Linked DNA regions of Pan troglodytes: regions 2 and 3 are each linked to region 1. A link is a contact called in public HiChIP or PLAC-seq data. All regions are on one chromosome and are shown on one strand. The core of a region is the stretch at or near the end of the contact, and the rest is flanking DNA. Distances in the headings are between cores, read along the strand shown. Region 1 holds the start of TMEM170A (transmembrane protein 170A). Region 2 holds the start of KARS1 (lysyl-tRNA synthetase 1). Region 3 holds the start of ADAT1 (adenosine deaminase tRNA specific 1).

Region 1 (4,452 bases), core at 1,229-3,728:
GATGTATTAAACCTATCCCAAATCCACTTATCTCAATATTTTCTTAAAGAAAGGGAACTAAAAGCCAGAGACTCAACAGACTATTCAGTTCCAACTTATGACCCTACATATGACGTTTAATTAACAGAGGATGCAGATACCCTTACAGGAGAGAGTTCTGATAGACACCATCTTCACCAAATGATCAAACTTAGTATTATCAATGAAGATACAAATTGACATTCAATGTCTCTTTTTTTGTTGAGACAAAGCCTCGCTCTGTCACCCAGGCTGAAGTGCAGTGGCACAATCTTGGCTCACTGCAACCTCTGCCTCCTGGGTTCAAGAGATTGTCGTGCCTCAGCCTCCCCAGTAGCTGGGATTACAGGCACACACCACTACGCCTGACTTTTTAGTAGAGAAAAGGTTTTGCCATGTTGGCCAGGCTGGTCTTGAACTCCTGACTTCAGGTGATACGCCTGCCTCAGCCTCCCAAAGTGCTGGGATTACAGGTGTGAGCCACTGAGCCAGGCTGACATTCAGTGTCTCTTGATGTGATGTACTGGTGAGTGGACGTCACCTAGGTAGGTAGCGTTCTGACCAAAAATGTTTAATCTAAATCTAATCATGAAGACAATCTAATGAACCTAGATTGTAAAACAGTCTATAAAACAATTCACATGGACTCTTCCAAAATGTCCATCTTAAAATATTCAAATAAGGAAGTAACTGTTTTAGCTAAATGAAACTAAAGAGACGGACAACTTAATGCAATGTGTGAACCTTAGATCATGGAATATATATTTTTTTTAAGGAAAAAAATCTATGTGGACAATTGGGGAAATGTAAACAAGGCCCACACATTAAGTAACATTATTCTATGATATTCAGTTTCTTGGATGTGATATGGTTTCATGGATAGAAAATGGTTTTTAGAAGATACATGTTAAGATTATCAGGCATCAAGCAAGTGTTATGACTTCTGCAACTTCCTACTGAATGACTCGAGTTGAAATGGGATATGTGACCTACATCTAAGTGTGATACGTATGTAATACATGTGGTTATATATAGAGAGAGAGAAAAAGAGAGCAGAATACCATCAATTTTTTGATATCACTGTCAAAAGTGATCCCAGCACCTTCTGAAATAACGTGAGCTGCCAGATTCTCATTTCAGGCATGACCACAAGCGAACATCTGCATCTGACCCCAACCTGCCTGATGACCTTACCTGCTACTTCACAATCCCGTCCGGGAAAATCCCTGGGCACATAACACTGCAAGTCCCAGGTGTCCGCTGAACGGCGCCTGGCAGTCGCTGCCCAGGGGATGAGAAATCACAGGTGCCTTGTTTGGAACTAGAGTCTGGAATCTCGTCCTCCTTCCCTCTGCTCTGGTCCCTCATTGTTTACGAAGATCTCAGTTCTCTCTGCTGGGAGCCCCAACTCCCCTTTCAGGGCCACGGGCCCCAGTCTTCTTGCCTTTCAAGGACCACACAAATAACTGTGCCCCCCCTCAAGGCTTTTCTCCTCCTTCCCAGGTGAAGTCCTCTCTCCTCCCTCCAGCTTTCAGGGCACGGAGCGCTCTTCCTGGCATTAGAATTCTGAGCAACCCTCCTAGCAGGCCCAGCTCAAGCCGCAGCGGGGAGAAAGAGTTCAAAGGAAGGTGTGCCAAAGATCTCGAAGGCTTAGTGGGAGACCCAGCAACAGGTGGCACCAGGTCTGGGAAAGATTCCTAGAAAGCGGAGCGGGTCTCGGAGGGGGAGGATTTAGCCCCAGGCGCCCGCGATCAGCGAACGAGCGCCTGCGCGGAGGGGCCGGGCTGCAGCCCCCGGGCAAGGGGAGCGCGAGCTCTGACTCCTCAGCCCGGTCGGGCCGCTCCGAGACCCCTCGAAGGAGGCCGGGCGCCGTGGGGCAACCCAGGCAGGGCGGGGACCACCGCCTCCCGGGCTCGTGGGGTGCAGCTCTGAACCTGAGGCGCTCGCAAGCTCAAGGCCAAGACCCGCTCGGGTGGCGGCCGAGCGCCCTCCAGCCCCGGGCCCACCTGCGGCCGCTCTCCGCATCTCACGCCCAGCGGGACTCCGGGGCTCCGCCCCAGGGACCGCCGAAGAAGTGATGGGGAAAGGGGCTCCCGGCGAGCAGCACGGCCCCCCTCCCGGAGGACAGCGCCCACGCCGCCAGCAGGCTGCGCACCCGGGACCCCGCCCAGACTCGGGGCGCCCACAGCCCGGCAGAGGCGACGGCGGGGCGCGCAGTGCGCAGGCGCGGGGCGGGCCGTACCTGGGAAGGAGCAGAGGGAAGTAGAATTGGGGCACAGGGTCCCGTTGCCCACCCGCGGCACAACCTTCAGGCTCAGGATCTGCTGCAGGAGCCCGGCCGACCCGCCGCTGCCGCCGCTCCCCTCGCGCTCCATCCCGTCGCCATTCACCACAGAGAAATGAGGGACGAGCGCCCGAAGTGCGGCAGCGGCCGGCGCCGACTCACCCTCGCCGCCTCAGCGTCACCTCCAGCCGGGGTCCTCTTCCCCCAATCCCAACGGCGCTGCCAAGTGACCGTTGCCTCCTCCAATCACAAGGCGCCGCAGCGCTCGGGCGCAGGGCCAGGGTTGTTCCCGCCCCCAACGTTGCGCAGGGCTCGCAGAGACACGGCCCCACGGACGCGCCCCCTCCTGGACGGCGCGCTCTGGGACCGCGCGCTCTGCTCTGCCCTTCTCTGCAGCGCCCCCTGTGAGAAAGTAGGGAATTGCATGCGCCCCAACAGAGCCGCGCTATGGAGTTACCAGGGATCTGGAAAAATACAGTGATGGAACGGATATGTAAAGTTCTAGTTATGACTGGACTCCAGCATTTATGAAACCTTCATGAACAGAACAAGAAGGTTCTCTATTTAAAGCTGATAGTAGAAAGAGCCCATGCAAAGGCTGGTGTGGAACCAGAATGGGAGGGAGGCTATGTAGCCTCTATAGAGCTCGACTTAGTTTTAAATAAAATAAAATGTACAGAGATTCGGTTCAGAGCAATAAAATTAGATCACACTTTTTTCTTTTTTCCGAGACGGAGTCTCCCTCTGTGACCCAGGCTGGAGTGCGGCCGCGCGATCTCTGCTCACTGCAAGCTCTGCCCCCCGGGTTCACACCATTCTCCTGCCTCAGCCTCCCGAGTAGCTGGGACTACAGGCGCCCGCCACCACGCCCGGCTAATTTTTTGTATTTCTAGTAGAGGCGGGGTTTCATCGTGTTAGCCAGGATGGTCTCGATTTCCTGTCCTCGTGGATCACACATTTTTGTCTCACCTCCCTTCAGAAAGCCTGTTAAAATGAAGGCAGAGAAATCGTAAAAAGGAATAAGCTAATGTTCAGTTTGTTTGCACTGCTGTAACAAAGTACCTGAGAGTGGGCAATTTATTAAGAACAGAAATTTATTTTCTCACAGTTCTGGAAGCTGGGAGGTCCAAGATCAAGGTCGCAGCAGGTTCCATGTCTAAGGACGGCCCGTTCCTCACTGATAGCACCGCCCGGGCGTCCTCACATGGTAACAAAGGGAGCCCACTCTCCAAATCCCTTTTATAGGGGTCTTAATCCCATAACGGGGGCTCCACTCTTCTGACTTAATCGTCTCCTAAAGGCCCCTCCTCTCAGTACTATCACATTCCCACGAAGTTTCAGGACATGAATTTGGGGCAACACGTTCAGACCATAGCAGCCATTAACAATAGTGTTCTGGAAGGGAAGTTATCAAGGATAAGTAATGTCCACAAGGTTCCAGGTGATGAAGAGGCTTGTGACGAATAATAATGTTTTTGTTTGTTTGGTTGGTTGGTTTTGAGACAGAGTCTCACTTTGTTGCCCAGGCTGGAGTGCAGTGGCGAAATCTCAGCTCACCGCAACCTCCGCCTCCCTGGTTCAAGCGATTCTCCTGCCTCAGCCTCCCCAGTAGCTGGGATTCCAGGTGCGTGCCACCAGGCCCAGCTAATTTTTGTATTTTGAGTAGAGATAGGGTTTTGCCATGTTATCCATGTTGGTCTCGTTCCTGACCTCAAGCGATCCACCTGCCTTGGCCTCCCAAAGTGCTGGGATTACAGGCGTGAGCCACTGCACCTGACTGGTAATTTTTTTTTTTTTTTTTTTTTTTTTGAGACGCAGTCTTCTTCTGTCGTCCAGGCTGGAGTGGAGTGGAGTGGCGCAATCTCGGCTCACTGCAACCTTCGCCTCCCAGGTTCAAGCAATTCTCCTGCCTCAGCCTCCCAAGTAGCTGGGATTATAGCTCCGTGCCACCATGCCCAGGTAATTTTTGTATTTTTAGCAGAGATGGGATTTCACCATATTGGTCAGGTTTGCCTCAAACTCCTGACTTCAGGTGATCCATCTACCTTGGCCTCCCAAAGTGCTGGGATTACAGGCGTGAGCCACCGTGCCCAGCCTGAAAACTTCTTTAAAAATCATTGAATTGTACAGTTAAAATAAATGAATTTTAT
Region 2 (4,452 bases), core at 1,422-3,921, 190 kb after region 1:
CAAATAAATTTGAGGAGGCTATTTCACTTGGGCAGGGAGCACATCTGTTTTTAAACTTGGAGTCAATACCTGGCACAAAATGGTGCTTACTAAAAATTTCAGACCAAGGAATTCCCCAGAACAATAAACGGAAGGAAATGTTAATCAGAAAAAAGTTATTTTAGCTCATGGTAACTAGAGGAATAGAGATCAATGACAGGTAAGACAACGTGAGTAGTGCTGTGCAGTCAGGATACAGAGCATGGACTGTGGAGTCACAGGCCTGAGTTCAGATCCGTGCTCCAGTGCTCTGGATCAGTGCTACACTATATTTTAGGAATGCACACTTTAATAATGCATTTAATTACTAGGGCCTCAGTTTATTAATTTGAAAAATGGACAATAACTCCTCTTGCAAGGTTATTATTGAGATTAGACAGAAAGCTTGTAGAGATCTAGCATTGTGCCTGGCACAGAAAAGCTGGTCAAAAAAGTAGTAGCTGTATTTAATTTTAGAAAAGTCAGTGAAGCAGGGAGTGGTGGCTCACGCCTATAATCCAAGCGCTTTGTGGGGTTGAGCCGGACGGATCACCTGAGCTCAGGAGTTTGACGCCAGCCTGGGCAACAAGGTGAAATCCCGTCTCTACTAAAATACAAAAATTTAACCGGGTGTTGTGGCATGCACCTGTAGTCCCAGGTACTTGGGAGGCTGAAGCACCAGAATTGCTTGAACCCGGGAGTTGCAAGTTGCCGTGGGCTGAAATCGCACCGCTGCAATCCAGCCGGGGCAACAACGACTCTGCCTCCAAAAAAAAAAAAAAAAAAAAAAAAAAAGTCAGTAAAGAGGAATTAACCACTTTTCTCCGTTTACCTAAAAACACACTCTGAACTGGAAACCCTGCTTTCACCTGTGATATACAGTCCTAAAATTCAATTCAATGTAATTGATTATCATAGGTGGTTTGAAAGAATGAACTAAACTTTAGGATCGTATATCACAGATACACCACATTCAATTAAATTTGACTTAATAGATTAAAGTCAAGTCAATTTTCTCTAAGGTAGCAGTCCAAAGACCAGGTTCCAAACTTTTATGGAAGTCCATCGGATTGCTCTAATAAAGGACAATATATTAAGGTCCTACCCAACTATAAACTTAGACAATTTCTCTTATACTTTTTCTAAGATATTTGAAGCACAAAGCCAGGGACACAAAAGGAAACATCAGGCCGGGGGTGGTGGCTCACGCCTGTCATCCCAGCACTTTGGGAGGCCAAGGTGGGCGGATCACAAGGTAACGAGATTGAGACCACCCTGCCCAACATGGTGAAACCCCGTCTCTACTAAAAATACAAAAATTGGCCAGCCATGGTGGCACACGCCTGTAATCCCAGCTACTCGGGAGGCTGAGGCAGGAGAATCGCTTGAACCCTGGCAGCGAAGGTTGCAGTGAGCCAAGATCGCGCCACTGCACTCCAGCCTGGCGACAGAGCGAGACTCCATCTTAAAAAAAAAAAAAGGAAACATCATTTCTCTTTTCTTTTTCATTCAGGGTCTGGCTCTGTCTCAGTAACGCCTTGGGGAAAGCGATGGAGAAGGGCTCGCTCACGCAGCACTTCTTGCAGTCCCTGAAGGACCGAGACCGCTACCTCAAGTCTCCCAGGCTGGAGTGCAGTGGCACGACTTCAGCACACTGCAACCTCCGCCTCCCGGGTTAAAGCGATTCTCCCGCCTCAGTCTCCCGAGTAGCTGGGATAACAAGTGCGCGCCACGGGGATTAAGCCCTCTCGTATGCCTCTGGAATGGTACTATGTACCATCTTCCTAGCAATGATAAAACACTCAATTACCTGTGTTCTGTGGTTCAAATGGGGAACGCTAATGAGAATATAAGACAGCCAGTTAAAGGGTGGCTAATCCTGACTTATCTATGTTAACCTACATACTCCAGGGATTTGGGAGTGGTTAACAAAGATATCAGGCTGAATTAAGATGGTCTCTACTGTTAGACGTTGATCACTTAATACTCACAGGTATCTATTGAATAACCCATACGGGTAGATGCATGACAGTTTTAGAACTGATCCCTTTTAATACATAACGTTCAGAATGACCTTAGTGAGGCCCAGAAAATTTTGAAGGTCTTTCTGAAAAGCTAGGGTATTTAACATTTCTCCAACTTCCACGTTTACTGAGTGGCTCAACAAAAGAATGCATTTCTCAGAAAGGACGATGAAGCTAAGCAGGAAGTTTCGCTTTTCTTTTCTGATAACTCTTAGTTCTCGTCCCAGTTCCTCCTCCACAGTCTCTTAACTCTAGGAGTATGATAGGGAGCATCCCGCCGGTGCCAGCCGGGAACGGGGAGCCGGCGTGCCCGGGGTATCCCGGGGTACGTGGTCTGCAGGGCGCAGCCACCACGTCTCAGCATGTGCGTACCCACGAGAGCCGGCAAGAAGGCCCCGGCACAGCAGCCTTGGTGGGAACCTCGCGGCGCTTCCCAGCCCAGACTCTCCTACCGCAAAGGCTTTAAAGACTCGCAGCGACACTCACTTCTTGCTCAGTTTCGGCTCGCTGCCATCCACTTTCACCTCGGCCGCCTGCACGGCCGCCATCTTCCCGGAGGGCCCGACCCAAAAGTAAGGAGGATAGTACATTAATTTCCAGGTCAAGGTGCGAAGCCCCACCTCTTCCGGGGGAGAGGGGGCGGGCACTCTCGATGCGCCGCGGCAGCTGCTGCGCAGGCCCAGTGCTGCGCTTCGCGGCAGAGGCGTCTGCGGTGACAGCTCAGTCAGTTGAGCTCTGTGTGCCAGGCGCTCGCGAGGGGGCAGCTCTTCTAGTAGTGCTCGGCGTCAGACATGGCGGAGGCGATGGATTTGGGCAAAGACCCCAACGGGCCCACCCATTCCTCGACTCTGTTCGTGAGGGACGACGGCAGCTCCATGTCCTTCTACGTGCGGCCCAGCCCGGCCAAGCGTCGGCTGTCGACGCTCATCCTGCACGGCGGCGGCACCGTGTGCCGAGTGCAGGAGCCCGGGGCCGTGCTGCTGGCCCAGCCCGGGGAGGCGCTGGCCGAGGCCTCGGGTGATTTCATCTCCACGCAGTACATCCTGGACTGCGTGGAGCGCAACGAGAGGCTGGAGCTGGAGGCCTATCGGCTGGGCCCCGCCTCGGCGGCGGACACCGGCTCGGAAGCAAAGCCCGGAGCCCTGGCCGAGGGCGCCGCGGAGCCGGAGCCGCAGCGGCTCGCGGGGCGGATCGCCTTCACGGATGCGGACGACGTAGCCATCCTTACCTACGTGAAGGAAAATGCCCGCTCGCCCAGCTCCGTCACCGGTAACGCCTTGTGGAAAGCGATGGAGAAGAGCTCGCTCACGCAGCACTCGTGGCAGTCCCTGAAGGACCGCTACCTCAAGCACCTGCGGGGCCAGGAGCATAAGTACCTGCTGGGGGACGCGCCGGTGAGCCCCTCCTCCCAGAAGCTCAAGCGGAAGGCGGAGGAGGACCCGGAGGCCGCGGATAGCGGGGGTGAGGAGGCTGAGCGCGGGGCCTCGCGGATACCTGCGCGGGTGGGGTTGGGGTCTTTCTCCTGGCTGCCTGGCGTCCATCTTGGCATCTTCGGTAGCAGCGCTCGGCCCCGCCCCCTGTTGACATCCGGGTAAATTTGCACCATTTTCTTGCCTCCTCGCTCCCTTGTTGTTTATTATTGTTCTTTTTTTGCAATGGGTCTGTGTTACCTAAGCTGGTCTGAACTCCTGAGCTCAAGCGATCCTCCTGCCTCGGCCACCCAAAGTGTTGGGATTACAGGAGTGAGCCACCACGTCTGGCCTCTCGTCGTTTTTATTTTTTAATTTTTGAGTGGGGGCTCGCTCCGTCGCCCAGGCTGTGATGCAGCCGCGCGATCACGACCTACTGCATCCTGGACCTCCTGGGCTCAAGCGAATCTCCGGCTTCAGCCTCCCAAGTAGCTGGAACTACACTCCCGCGCCACCACGTCCCGCTAAATTAAAAAAAAAATTGTTGTAGAGATGGGGGTCTCGTTGTGTTGCCCTGACAGATCTCGAACTCTTGGGCTCAAGCGATCCTCCCGCCTCGGTGTCCCAAAGTGTTGGGATTACAGGCGTGAGCCATCACACCCAGCTTCTTGGTCTAGTTTTAATTTACTTTACCATTGACTAGAATATTGACATGGTTCTATATTCAAAAGTTACAAAAAGTATATAGAAAATTCTCGGCCGGGCGCGGCGGCTCAAGCTTGTAATCCCAGCACTTTGGGAGGCCGAGGCGGGCGGATCACCTGAGGTAAGGAAATCGAGACGAGCCTGACCAACATGGCGAAATGCCGCCCCTACTAAAAATACAAAAATTAGCCGGCCGTGGCGGAGAGTTCCTGTAGTCCCAGCTACTCAGGAGGCTGAGGCAGGAGAATTGCTTGAACCCGGGGGGCGGAGGTTGCAGTGAGCCGAGACTGCGCCAT
Region 3 (4,452 bases), core at 1,042-3,541, 160 kb after region 1:
CCCAGATGGGGTGGAGGCCGGGCAGAGGAGCTCCTCACTTCCCAGTAGGGGCGGCCGGGCAGAAGCGCCCCTCACCTCCTGGACAGGGCGGCTGGCCGGGCAGGGGGCTGATCCCCCCACCTCCCTCCCGGACGGGGCGGCTGGCCAGGCGGGGGGCTGATCCCCCCACCTCCCTCCCGGACGGGGCGGCTGGCCGGGTGGGGGGCTGACCCCCCCACCTCCCTCCCGGATGGGGCGGCTGGCCGGGCGGGGGGCTGACCCCCCCACCTCCCTCCCGGACGGGGCGGCTGGCCGGGCAGAGGGGCTCCTCACTTCCCAGTAGGGGCGGCCGGGCAGAGGCACCCCTCGCCTCCCGGACGGGGCAGCTGGCCAGGCGGGGGGCTGACCCCCCCCACCTCCCTCCCGGACGAGGCGGCTGGCCGGGCAGAGGGGCTCCTCACATCCCAGTAGGGGCGGCCAGGCAGAGGCGCCCCTCACCTCCCGGACGGGGCGGCTGGCCGGGCGGGGGGCTGACCCCCCCACCTCCCTCCCGGACGAGGAGGGAGGACGCTCCTCACTTCTCAGACGGGGTGGCTGCCGGGCGGAGGGGCTCCTCACTTCTCAGACGGGGCGGTTGCCAGGCAGAGGGTCTCCTCACTTCTCAGACAGGGCGGCCGGGCAGAGACGCTCCTCACATCCCGGACGGGGCGGCAGGGCAGAGGTGCTCCCCACATCTCAGACGATGGGCGGCCGGGCAGAGACGCTCCTCACTTCCCAGATGTGATGGCGGCCGGGAAGAGGCGCTCCTCACTTCCTAGATGGGATGGCGGCCGGGCAGAGACGCTCCTCACTTCCTAGATGGGATGGCGGCCGGGCAGAGACGCTCCTCACTTTCCAGACTGGGCAGCCAGGCAGAGGGGCTCCTCACATCCCAGACGATGGGTGGTCAGGCGGAGACGCTCCTCACTTCCCAGACGGGGTGGCTGCCAGGCAGAGGCTGCAATCTCGGCACTTAGGGAGGCCAAGGCAGGCGGCTGGGAGGTGGTTGTAGCGAGCCGAGATCACGCCACTGCACTCCAGCCTGGGCGCCATTGAGCACTGAGTTAACGAGACTCCGTCTGCAATCCCGGCACCTCGGGAGGCAGAGGCTGGCGGATCACTCGCGGTTAGGAGCTGGAGACCAGCCCAGCCGACACCGAAAGATGGTATTGTTATGAATCCCCTGCAGCGCAACGTGCAGGCTCGCTACTGTAGTGAATGCTACTGGTAAATCAGACCACAGTGATTTAAAACAAAAATCTGCAGGAAGTGAGACCCTGTGACTTGAAAGTCAGAGGGCCAGGGCAAGCCTTGTCAAGAAAAGAAAGCATGAGATCCTAGAATCCTCGTTTGGAAAGGACTCACCTCTCATTTCTAGGGAGGCATCACAAGGCAGTATAGTTTATGAAGACCACCTGGCCATCGACCTGAAATTAAACCAGAGGTGCAATTCACAAACCTCGATAGGCAAGGCAGGTAGAAGTTGCCAGAAGAAACAGTGACTCTCTTTAAGATGAAGCAGCCCAGAACGGCATCATCTCACTCAGGTAGTGCGTCTGAATGAGCATGCACAATTGTTTAAACGAATAAATGTTTTGCTACACTGGGTCCATTATAATTCGAGCCTACACCCCCTCCTAGATCTTGAAAACTTGAAGAACTTCTTAGCTGAAAATAACAGCTCAGCTAAACAGGCATTTATTTGCCCACAAGACCGCATCTCTGAACAGTTTCAACAAGCTAAAAAACCTGACGTCCTTTCCAAAGAAAAAGAAGTCGGCTGCCAGGGGAGAAAAGGCTTCAGCGATGCTTGGAGGAAGGGACTCCTGCTTTACGCTGGCTCCCTTCCTAAACACTTCCGGAAGCAGAGCCCCTTCCCGGCCGCTGGAGAAGCCTGGGTGGGACCCCGAGTCGGCCAGTTACAGGATAGGAGGTGCCAGGCAAGGCACTGAAGCCATGCAGTGACAACAGCGTGAGCGCCTGATCCATTGGGTCCTGCGGCTGCCAGGCCAGAGGCCCCGCGCCCGCCCGCGGCAGGAGCTCTTCAGGCGCCGGCTGCTGACAGTTCAAGGCGTGGAGCGCCTTCCCACGTGAAACGCGTCCCGGAAGATACGATCCTCACAACCTCTTCCCTCAAAAACAGACTCGGCAAAGTTAGCCCGGATAAACCTGCCCCGTCGCCCCAGCGCCTCGCGGACGCTCCCCTCCCACCTTCAGGACACGCGCCTAGAAGAAAGCGAGCTTAATCCGCCGGTAAGGCGGACGTGACGTCACAAAGCGCCGGTTCCTTCCGGCTCCCGCTCCCAGAGGCGTGCAGGGCATGCCGGGCCTTGTAGTTTTTCGGGGGAGTCGGTGCCAGGGCCGAGATTCCCGCGCTTCAAGTCCCGCAGCCCTGGCTGCGTCTTAGAGAGGCGTGAAACCGGATGATGGGAGCCGCTTATTGGCTTAGATATGCCTTCAACTAGAATGACGTATCTTGCAGCACTCGGCTGAATTTTTTTCTTTTTCTTTTTTTTTTTGAGACGGAGTCTTGCTCTGTTGCTCAGGCTGGAGTGTAGACGCGCGATCTCGGCTCACTGCAACCTTCGCCTCCCGGTTCAAGCGATTCTCCTGACTATGCTGTATTTCTATCTGTAACATCACTGTCCAATAGATATATAATTCGAACCATATACGTAATTTAAAAATTTCCAGTAGCCTCATTAAAAAAGTCAAAATAGAAACAATCATATATATTTTATTTAACCCATACATCCCAAATAGTATTATTTCAACATATAATCAAAAAATTTTTTGAGATGGAGTCTCGCTTTGTCGCCCAGGCTGGAAGCGGCGCAATTTCGGCGCACTGCAACCTCCGCCTCCTGGCTTCAAGCGATTCTCCTGCCTCAGCCTCCCAAGTAGCTGGGATTACAGGCGCCCGCCATCACACCCGGCTAATTTTTGTTATTTTTAGTAGAGACGGGGTTTCGCCATGTTACCAGGCTGGTCTCGAACTCCTGACCTCAAGTGATCCGCCCGCCTCAACCTCCCAGAGTGCTGGGATTACAGGCGTGAGTCACGATGCCCGGGGTCTGTCTGTCTCTCTCTCTCATATATATATATATATATATATATATATATATATATATATATATTTTTTTTTTTTTTTTTTTTTTTTTTTTTTTTTTTTTGATACGGAGTCTCGCTCTGGCACCCAGGCTGGAGTACAGTGGCGCAATCTCTGCTCACTGCAAGCTCCGCCTCCCAGGTTCGCGCCATTCTCCTGCCTCAGCCTCCCGAGTAGCTGGGACTACAGGTGCCCGCCACCACGTCAGGCTAATTTTTGTATTTTTAGTAGATACGGGGTTTCACCATGTTAGCCAGGATGGTCTCGATCTCCTGACCTCGTGATCTGCCCGCCTCGGCCTCCCAAAGTGCTGGATTACAGGCGTGAGCCACCGCACCTGGCTGCCCAGTCTCAATATTTTAAAAAATACTTATGTTCTGTTCTGTTTTTAATGTGAAGTTTAAGAAATCTGGTGTGTGTTACACTTAGAATACATCCCAATTTGGATCAGCCACATTTCAGATGCTGGATAGTCACATGTGGCTAGTGGCTACTGTAGTACAGTACTACTACAGTGTAGTGGACAGAACAGGTCTAAAAACCTTTGGATTGCCGGGAATAAGTAATATAGCTGCCTGGATACTTCAGGGGCCTTTGTCACCCAGTAACTGAATGCCTCTATTACTAAAAATGAAAGAATTCATTTTTCTTTGCTACCCCTCAAAAATTTATGCAACTTGCTCAACCCCATCCTTCTCTCTAGTTCAAAGGAAATGGGACATGGCCCTCCTCCAAGGCCAAAGACTTTGCTCCTCATTCCTCTCCAATATCTTTAATCTGCAAGTGACTGCCTCTTCTGTCTTTTAAGAAATATTCCAGTGGGGGTAAGGGGTATCAAAGACCTTTTTCTAGGGTTCTTTATCTCAGGGATTGGTATTACTAGCAATCTAGTTGCGTAACTAAAAAGTGAGTCATGTTCCTTGTTATCTCCCTTCCCTTAATCCCCTCAGTGCAATCCATTACCAAGTCCTGTTGATCTTACTTCCTATCTCTTGAATCCATCCATTTCTCTCCACTTGCATGCCAATACGCTAGTAAAAGCCACTATCGTATTCCTCTTGGATTGCTACACTCATCTCTGAACTTCCACCTTTTCTTGCTTAACTCCAATTCATTTTCCACAGAGCAGCAAGACTAATCTTTTCAAACTGCAAATCTGGTGTCAGATTTGTGACTACTACACATTTACTGCTTAAATAATACTTCAGTGAATGACTTCTCAGTACTTTTTTTTTTTTTGAGATGGAGTCTCACTCTCTTGCCCAGGCTGTAACGCAGTGGCACAATCTTGGCTCACTGCAACCTCTGCCTCCCAGGTGCAAGCA

The links. HiChIP or PLAC-seq counts read pairs in DNA pulled down with a chosen protein or histone mark.
Region 2: an H3K4me3 HiChIP or PLAC-seq map of stem cell-derived excitatory neurons shows a contact between it and region 1, with 2.4 times the contacts expected there. The contact joins the promoter of KARS1 here to the promoter of TMEM170A in region 1. A contact is called at or near these places in 1 of 7 Hi-C or Micro-C datasets (stem cell-derived neural progenitor cells) and 1 of 1 datasets of contacts at active chromatin or transcription factors (stem cell-derived excitatory neurons).
Region 3: a contact with region 1 is called in an H3K4me3 HiChIP or PLAC-seq map of stem cell-derived excitatory neurons, with 4 times the contacts expected there. The contact joins the promoter of ADAT1 here to the promoter of TMEM170A in region 1. A contact is called at or near these places in 1 of 7 Hi-C or Micro-C datasets (stem cell-derived neural progenitor cells) and 1 of 1 datasets of contacts at active chromatin or transcription factors (stem cell-derived excitatory neurons).

What each region holds. Positions count from the first base shown.
Region 1 is chr18:73,572,056-73,576,507 of NHGRI_mPanTro3-v2.0_pri, forward strand. It overlaps TMEM170A (transmembrane protein 170A), which reads right to left and starts at 2,479. Exons shown (of 3, transcript NM_001251955.3): 1 at 2,261-2,479. The coding sequence starts at 2,393.
Region 2 is chr18:73,758,643-73,763,094 of NHGRI_mPanTro3-v2.0_pri, forward strand. It overlaps KARS1 (lysyl-tRNA synthetase 1), which reads right to left and starts at 2,672. Exons shown (of 14, transcript XM_511115.6): 1 at 2,529-2,672. The coding sequence starts at 2,632. TERF2IP (TERF2 interacting protein) reads left to right here and starts at 2,760. Exons shown (of 3, transcript NM_001280213.1): 1 at 2,760-3,503. The coding sequence starts at 2,834.
Region 3 is chr18:73,734,551-73,739,002 of NHGRI_mPanTro3-v2.0_pri, forward strand. It overlaps ADAT1 (adenosine deaminase tRNA specific 1), which reads right to left and starts at 2,292. Exons shown (of 9, transcript XM_063797444.1): 1 at 558-2,292.